2 separate regions of the Mus musculus genome follow, and region 1 is linked to region 2. A link is a contact called in public Micro-C data. All regions are on one chromosome and are shown on one strand. Each heading gives the region's core, a stretch centred on a gene start, on an enhancer-like site or on the middle of the called end of the contact. The rest is flanking DNA. Distances are from core to core; before and after follow the strand shown.

What was found. A called contact is a pair of places that touch in the nucleus more often than the background predicts.
Region 1: a Micro-C map of muscle stem cells shows a contact between it and region 2, with 5 times the contacts expected there. The contact joins two enhancer-like sites. A contact is called at or near these places in 4 of 484 Hi-C or Micro-C datasets (muscle stem cells, myocytes, pancreatic cancer cells and 1 more) and 1 of 115 datasets of contacts at active chromatin or transcription factors (pancreatic cancer cells).

Annotation. Positions count from the first base shown.
Region 1 is chr6:98,954,566-98,958,148 of GRCm38.p6, forward strand. The region is part of intron 11 of Foxp1 (forkhead box P1); the gene reads right to left. Among named protein-coding and RNA genes, the nearest start is that of Gm38865, 170 kb to the right of the region's middle. Within about 2 kb of position 2,161, at least 39 of the 459 cell types and tissues checked have an H3K27ac peak or open chromatin away from gene starts, as enhancers often do. A contact at or near this core is called in muscle stem cells and pancreatic cancer cells, where this site is marked.
Region 2 is chr6:98,773,694-98,777,520 of GRCm38.p6, forward strand. No RefSeq gene overlaps it. Among named protein-coding and RNA genes, the nearest start is that of 4930595L18Rik, 220 kb to the left of the region's middle. Within about 2 kb of position 1,953, at least 27 of the 459 cell types and tissues checked have an H3K27ac peak or open chromatin away from gene starts, as enhancers often do. A contact at or near this core is called in muscle stem cells and pancreatic cancer cells, where this site is marked.

The sequences.
Region 1 (3,583 bases), core at 911-3,410, 180 kb after region 2:
CCGGAGGTGTTGATGTGAGATTTCCCAACACAAGGTGTATTAGACTTTAACTGGCACGTTCTAGACCTGCTGGCACCAAGGAGTCCCGGGGAACACGGACAGCTCAAAGGCAAGCATGAATCATGCCCATTAGCCAAGCTGAATCATGACGAGGCCATGGCAAGATGAGCAGCTAGCTCACACTCATAAATTCATCTGTTGTGGTTGTGGACAAACTCATGGATACCTGGATACACTTGTGGAAAGTTAGCTGAGTCTGTCTTGCTGGCAGGAGCAGGGATACCAGAACTGAGGGGGTTCCCATCTTTAGGTGAGCAATAAGAACATCTGTTTCAGGGGTTCAACATCAAGTACCCCACTAGATGCTTCCTTAATAATCCCAGTATCTTTACTTCATAAAAAAGTTATTTTCTGCTAGGCGTGGTGGCGCACGCCTTTAATCCCAGCACTCAGGAGGCAGAGGCAGGCGGATCTCTGAGTTCGAGGCCAGCCTGGTCTACAGAGTGAGTTCTAGGTCAGCCAGGGCTACACAGAGAAACCCTGTCTCAAAGGAAAAAAAAAAGTTATCTTCTGATGTTATAGATATTTCAAACGGGATGGGCAGAGCAGACATTCACTGTTCATTAGGTGCTAGAACCTTTATGCTGGCTTTGGACCAGTCTGATACAGTGATAACTTTGGTACATCACAAGAAAGCTGGGGCAAGGACCTCCAATGATGACTCTCAGGTAAGTGGAGAAGGATATGGCCTCCAAAACAAAAACCAAAAAACCAAAAAAACAACAACAACAAAAAGTGAAGCTGAGGAGACAGATGTAGCATTAAGGGACAATGTGGACATAGGAAGGGGAGGAGTATTTCTACATACATGTGTGCATCTTCCAAAGCTTTATAGTGTGTCAAAAACAAAGCCTTAGGAGCAAGGTGAGGAACTTACTTATCCCTTTAGTATCTCATAGTTGACTTTAAATCTTTAGAAAGCCCAGGTTATTTTTTTTTTTTGAGCCTTAAAATTATGCCCAAATTAAATCTACTTCACATTTTTAGCCAAGTTATTTCCGGTGGTGGGGAGATGGGAAGTAGGGGCTCAGAGTCAGGGGAGAGCAGAGAAGGGGGATGGGACGCAATGGCAGAGGAAAACACGTCTCTATGTCTTCCCTACCGGCTGGCTCAGTCAACAGCCATATCACATTTGAGTTTTTATTTCTTTCTATTCCCTTGTGGTTTGGGAAGGAATAAATGAGGAGGAAGGGGGGAGTGCTTTACAGTGTTAGCATTTATCTTTCAACAAACAGGAAATGAAAGCGCTGCCATATTAGGACCTACATGATGCTACCCACCCTCTGTTTCTCGGTGCATTATTGAACTGCCAAACTAAGTCTCTAAACACATAATGCCAAAGGAATTTGGGTTTTCAGAGTGGCGCAGACAAAACAATTAAAGCGTGGGGAATAGCATTTTTCTATGGTTATTCATTTTTTTCTTTTTACATTAAGTGCCCTAAAGTGTTTTTGTTTGTTTGTTTTGTGGGGTTTTTTTCTGGAGACACACTAAAACGAAAATACTCTTCTGCCGTGTTTTTTGCTTTATTTTATTTTTTAAGTTTGTTTTGAAAACTAGGATGGGGCAGAAAGGAATTAAGTCACGCATCATGCATGCCACTCTTTCTAAAACCGTGAAGTAAGTAGACTGCCCATGCCGAACAACACAAATTAAAGGGTGAGAGGTGGTATTTATGGAAGAGTCTGCTGAATATTAATTTTGACTTAATTTGGGGGTAAACATCTCCGATGTAGCAATTACAAGGAATAAGTAGTGTGGAAAGAGGAAAAAATCTAAAGGCCAAGCATGGGGGCGCCATCCTCTCGGTATCCACCAAGTCTGACCTTCCAGCAGACAGGACCAACTACAATGTGGACACAAGCCACATCCACACCCTGAAGTTAAGTGACTGAGCTAAGATCACATTCCCCGAACTCCTCCAAGCCATCCACATTCCCTGGGTCTTTTCCTTCCATAGTGTGAGAACACCGAGTATGACCGGAGGGAGCACACCCTTGGTATAACTCCCTCTGCCCTAATGCTTTCCCCAGTGGGTGGCACACAAGCAGGAGAGTGAGTCCCCTTAGAGGGCGCTCCTGAGCAGGGAGGGGGTCACTGGAATTACCCAGTCTGTATACCAACTCTCTTGAAAGGCAGCAGAGTGGAAGCAGGTAACAGATACACTCTCCTGTGCTGTGTCAAATTCTGGCCTCAGAGCAGTCTGTAATCCTTCGGAGCACTTCATTTTTTCTTCTAAATATGGAATCCTCGTCTCTGAACTCGCAGGGTTGTTCTGAGCTTGAGTTCCGCACAGAGCAAGCTCAGTGCTGCTAATGAATGCTTCATGGAGGTTAAAAATACCTGCTGCAATTTTTTTTTTTTTTAAGGAGAAATTAAATCAGTCTAGTCTACACTGGCTGGGTATATCTTTGGAATCAGGATCCACACAATGGGGTGTAATGGAGTCAGCTGGGAGTCTGGGTGGGAAGAGAAGGCCCATGTCTTAAAGACGAGAATAAGGCAGGAAGTGTGGGAAGATGGGGTCTAAGGCTGACAGACTTATCTCGGGGCCTCACTCTGTCCTGGGCAAACAATTATTCTCTATTGGTTGATAGTCACACCCTCTTCTATTAGCCAAGCCTCAAACTGGGTTTTTCAGAGAGACAAAGTTGTGGACGCTCAGAACTCATACATTGCTCAAACACCACTCATTAATGCCAAATTTATGGTGTTCCACTCAGTGTCTGCAAAGACAAAAGCCAGGCATGAGAGCCACCAGCTACCGCATGCCAGAGAGAAGGGAGCAGAGTTTGCGGTTCCTTCACCATTCTCCTCCTATCTGCTGTTGGGAGGACTTTGTAAGGGCACCCTCGTAATTCCTACTAGTGACACATAGGGCTCTACTGAAACGAGTGTCCCTAATGTAAGAGCACTGCAGTTATTAGGGACCAGTAAGTTATCTGCCTGGACAGATAATAAGGCTCTGGGTCCACTTGATTTATGTTCTTTAATTGGGGAAACTGAGGCACAGAGGATGAACACCTGTGAGGCCATGAAGCCAAGAAAGGACAAGAGTAAAACTAGAGACCTGCTTTATAACGAACGCTAGGTGTGACATTATCCAGACAGTCTGATCTTCAGACTCCCTTGGTACCGTCCCTGAATTGGGGGCGGGGAGAATCTTCCATATATCACTCTTCACCCTGATTAATGGCACCACTCTGATAAAGGAGTTGGGATTGGCAGTGACAGCAGGCACCTCACCTGAGGAGCTGGTGGGACTGAGATGTTCCCAAGGAGCCTGCTAACCAACCTCTCAAGACAGCAAACAGGAAGCCTGGGTTTGTGTGAGGGCCACAACAGCCCAAGTGAATGCAAGGGAGACTGGGTGACGCCGTTCTCGAGTGGACTTCACCAGAGACTATCTCACTTCCAAAGCCAGCTTTTACGTACGGTGACCCAACAGTCGGACTGTCTGTGTCTGACTGTGGCAGAAGGTACACAGTTACACTGCTCCCCGAGCTGCACGTGACCAAAGCGA
Region 2 (3,827 bases), core at 703-3,202:
GAAGAGAAGAGGGGAGGGGAGGGGAGGGGAGGGGAGGGGAGGGGAGGGGAGAAGAGAAGGAAAGAAAAAAGAAAGGAAGAAGAAAAGAAAGGAAGAGAGGTAGAGAAAGAAGCATGGTGGGAGGGAGAAAGGGAAGGAGGGGGAGGGAGGGAGAGAAGGGAGGGGGCAGGGAAAAGAAAGATAAGAAAAGAAAAGGAATGGAGGGAAGGAAGTAGAAAGAAGGAGGGAGAGGGAAGGAGGGAAAGAAGAAATGAAGGAAGGAAAGAAGAAAGGAAGGGAGGAAAGAAGAAAGGAAGGGAGGAAGGAAAAAAGAAGGAAGGAAGGAAGGAAGGAAGGAAGGAAGGAAGGAAGGAAGGAAGGAAGGAAGGGATTCTACAACCAAAACTATAAAACCAACGAAACTCAAATAAAGCTTGTATTTGAGTAATTGGCATTGTTCTAAAATCTGTATCTAACTTTGATAAATGTTCTTTGAATACACTAAGTGTTAGCACAGCAAAGGTTAGTGACCAGTACACAGGCCCACTGCCCTATCCTTGTAATTCCTGGGTTCCGTTCCCAACACACACACTGTGGCTCACAACCATTTGTAACTTCACCTGTGGGGAATCTGATGACCTTTTTGGATCTCCAAGGGCACCAAGCACACACATGGTGCACATACATACATGCAGGCGAAACACATGCATAAAATAAAATAAGTAAGTCTAAAAAACATTTTAAGTAAAAAGGTTTTCATTGATTGATGGAAAGATGCCTCAGTCTCTAAAAGTACTTGCTTGCAAATATGAGGACCCCAGTTTCATCCCACAAACTCATGTCAAAAAGCCAGGCAGGATGGGATTACATATACTTGTAATCCCAGACGTGGTCTGATGAAGATGGGTGGGTTCCTGGGGATGACTGGACAGCTGACCTAGCTTAATTGGTAAGCTCCAAGATCATGTCTCAAACCAACAAATAAGCAAACCAACCAACCAAGATGAATGACATCTGTGGAATAAGAGCTAAGATGTAACTCTTACCTCTACATACATGCAGGCAGACTTCCACACGTATGAGTACACACAGACTCAAGAGTGTGCCAGCACAGTTTCTTCCCTGTGAAATGCCGTGCCCAAAGTAAGCAGGCAAGCAGGGTAGGACTGGTTTTCACCTTCTGTTGGTCTTGAGACGATGTATGCTTATCTGCTTCTTAGAACATTTGGTTTGTTTGTTTCGTCATTCTTTGTGAAGCTCTCAGGGTACCAAAAACAAAATGAGGGGGGCAGAAAGAAAGCCTAAGAAAACCCCCAGCCTAATTTTGATTTGTCTTGTTGTATGATAAAATTATTCTCCAATATGTCTGGACCCCGATCATCCACAGACATTTTAGCATTGGTACCACAGAGACCGCACTGATGACGGTTGTGCACCAGCCTGCTGGTTAAACTAGGTAGCTATTTATTCTTCTCTGCGGTTCTACTTTTCCTCTAGACAAAACTAACGCTTTCAGACATCTTGAGAATGCTATAGTTCATCTTTAACAGATAGAATTTTGTTCTTATTTTGTTAAATGTTACATTTACATAATTGTGTATGTCATTGGTGTTTGTGAAGAAACACCAAAAAGTAGAAGTTTTCCTATCTAAAGCATAAGAATTAGTCTACTCTATCCCCACCTCCCACCCCTCCCCCACCCCCTGCCCTATGCCTATCCTGTCCAAATTAGGGACCAAGTAGATTTTTAGATAATGAGGGCAAATTTTCTTATTCGGCTCTAAGATTAGTCTTATTCTTTGCATAGAAGTTACACTGGTGTCAGGGATTTAAAAAAAAATATATCACAGAATACATTGAGTTAGAAATTCCTGACACTAGGCCAAGTGACATTGCTGGTAGTTGTACTCATTTTTTTTTTTAAATTAAGTGCTTAAATTATGCCGTGGTTAGTTTACTCAGTTCTAGTAATAAAATCACTGAGTGACTAATAAAAGAACACAAGGTGACTGAATGATGAAGTATAGAACTTACTGTTGCCTAAATAGTCTTATCTCTAAACTCAAATACATCTATAAGAAAACTGCATTCTTTATAACAAACCAGAATCTTAGTTTGCTGTGGCCAAATATAATGGGCATCTGTTGTTTTTGCCTGCCTAGTGCATATTCCTCCCTCTATTATTAGTGGACTGGACCCTGGGCTGGGCTGGAGAAAGGACCAGTTCCAACTCTCATCAGTTTGTGCATCTGTTGAGCATCTTCATCCTTTCTGACAACCCCCCATTGCCTCCCTTGAAGGGCAGACCTGTGACTCAGACCCAAGCAGACATTACAGCCTTTCCTCTTGGCCAGTGAGATTGGCTCAAAATGAATGTGTGTTTCCAGCCAGACCAAAGAGATTCAATTCAAAGAATTCTACTGGAGTGACTGGAAGAGAGGGTTCCTGTTCCCAGAAATGAATCTAAGAGGGTGTTAGCCTGAACCTACCGGGGCAGCCTGGTGACAAACCCCACACAGTAGGAGAAAGACAGAGACCAACTCCTGCAACAAACTAGAACCAGAGCTGAATCTAGGATCCTGCCATCCTGAAGATGGCAGCTTTTCAAGCATTCAGGAAATAATTAGGTCCCCCCTCACACACTGCTTTGAATCTGATTTATGCATTTATGTCTCTCGCCACTAACATAATTTCCCCTAATTCATAAAAATTCCAACGCATGGTCTTCTTCCTTAATCAATCTAACGCTGGTGAAATTTCTATTTCCATTCATTGCATAAATATGTGCTGAATACATACAACTCAAGGTAATAAGATGGGGAAGAGGTTTACAAGAAGAAGTGTATTAGGCACTATCTGTGCCCCAACATAAAAATGTGTCAAATAATTTGTAGAAATCAACGAAGAACTTGCTATTTCTGTTTTCTTTTCTATAGATGGGGTGCAGTGCGACTTCATCTGATAACAATGTCTAGGCCACAACTTTAACACAGTATTGAGGAGTCTTGATTTGGTATCAGAGGACTTGGCTTAAAGCCTTGATCTGTCTCTTACTGTGTGACTGGTAAATTATTTGGACTCTTTCAGTGTTGACTTCCTGTCTGCAAGGATCACATAAACAGCCCTATTTCAGTCCATCTTTAAAGGATGGAGACAGTGCATATAACATATACAGTGCCATGTGTGATGGTATGTAGAAGATGGTCGTTTTCAAGCATATTCACTTAAACATGCCATTCCACAGAGCTAGCTCTATAACAGTTTCACTGTTTGCCTTAGTGGCCAGAAAGAAACACACTATTTTAGTTTCTACTTACAGCTAAGCTTCATTTCTGCATCTCAGACTCCATCAGGGAGACAACCGAGAACCGATGAAAGCCTAGTGGTTTTCCCACGGGCTCCTGAACTCCATCATGTTCAAAAACGAAATTTAGTATTTCTACCTTTCTCCTAAACTCGTTTCTCTTCCTGTGGTGTCAACATCAGTAAATGACACCACTGTGCCTTCAAATCTCAGCTGGCTCCCACACTTCCTCCCCTCCCCACATCAGATCACTGGCCAAATTAACTCAGAAATCTTCCCGTTGGTTTTCCTGTCTCTAGCCTTTTCCCAGTGGCCATATAATAGCCAAAGTGATTTTCTTAATGAACACACATCCTATAAATCAATAATGGTTTCTCACTGGTCCTGGAATAAAGACCATGAATTTCCCTCATTCTCCTGTTTCTGATGTCTTCATTACTCCAGGCTCAGCTCTCAGCCTTTCTCACACACAGCCCTCTCACCATATAGTCTGTTGTTTTCCTTTGTGAACTTTGTGAGAGTGGTTTGTTTGCACAGTACAGTA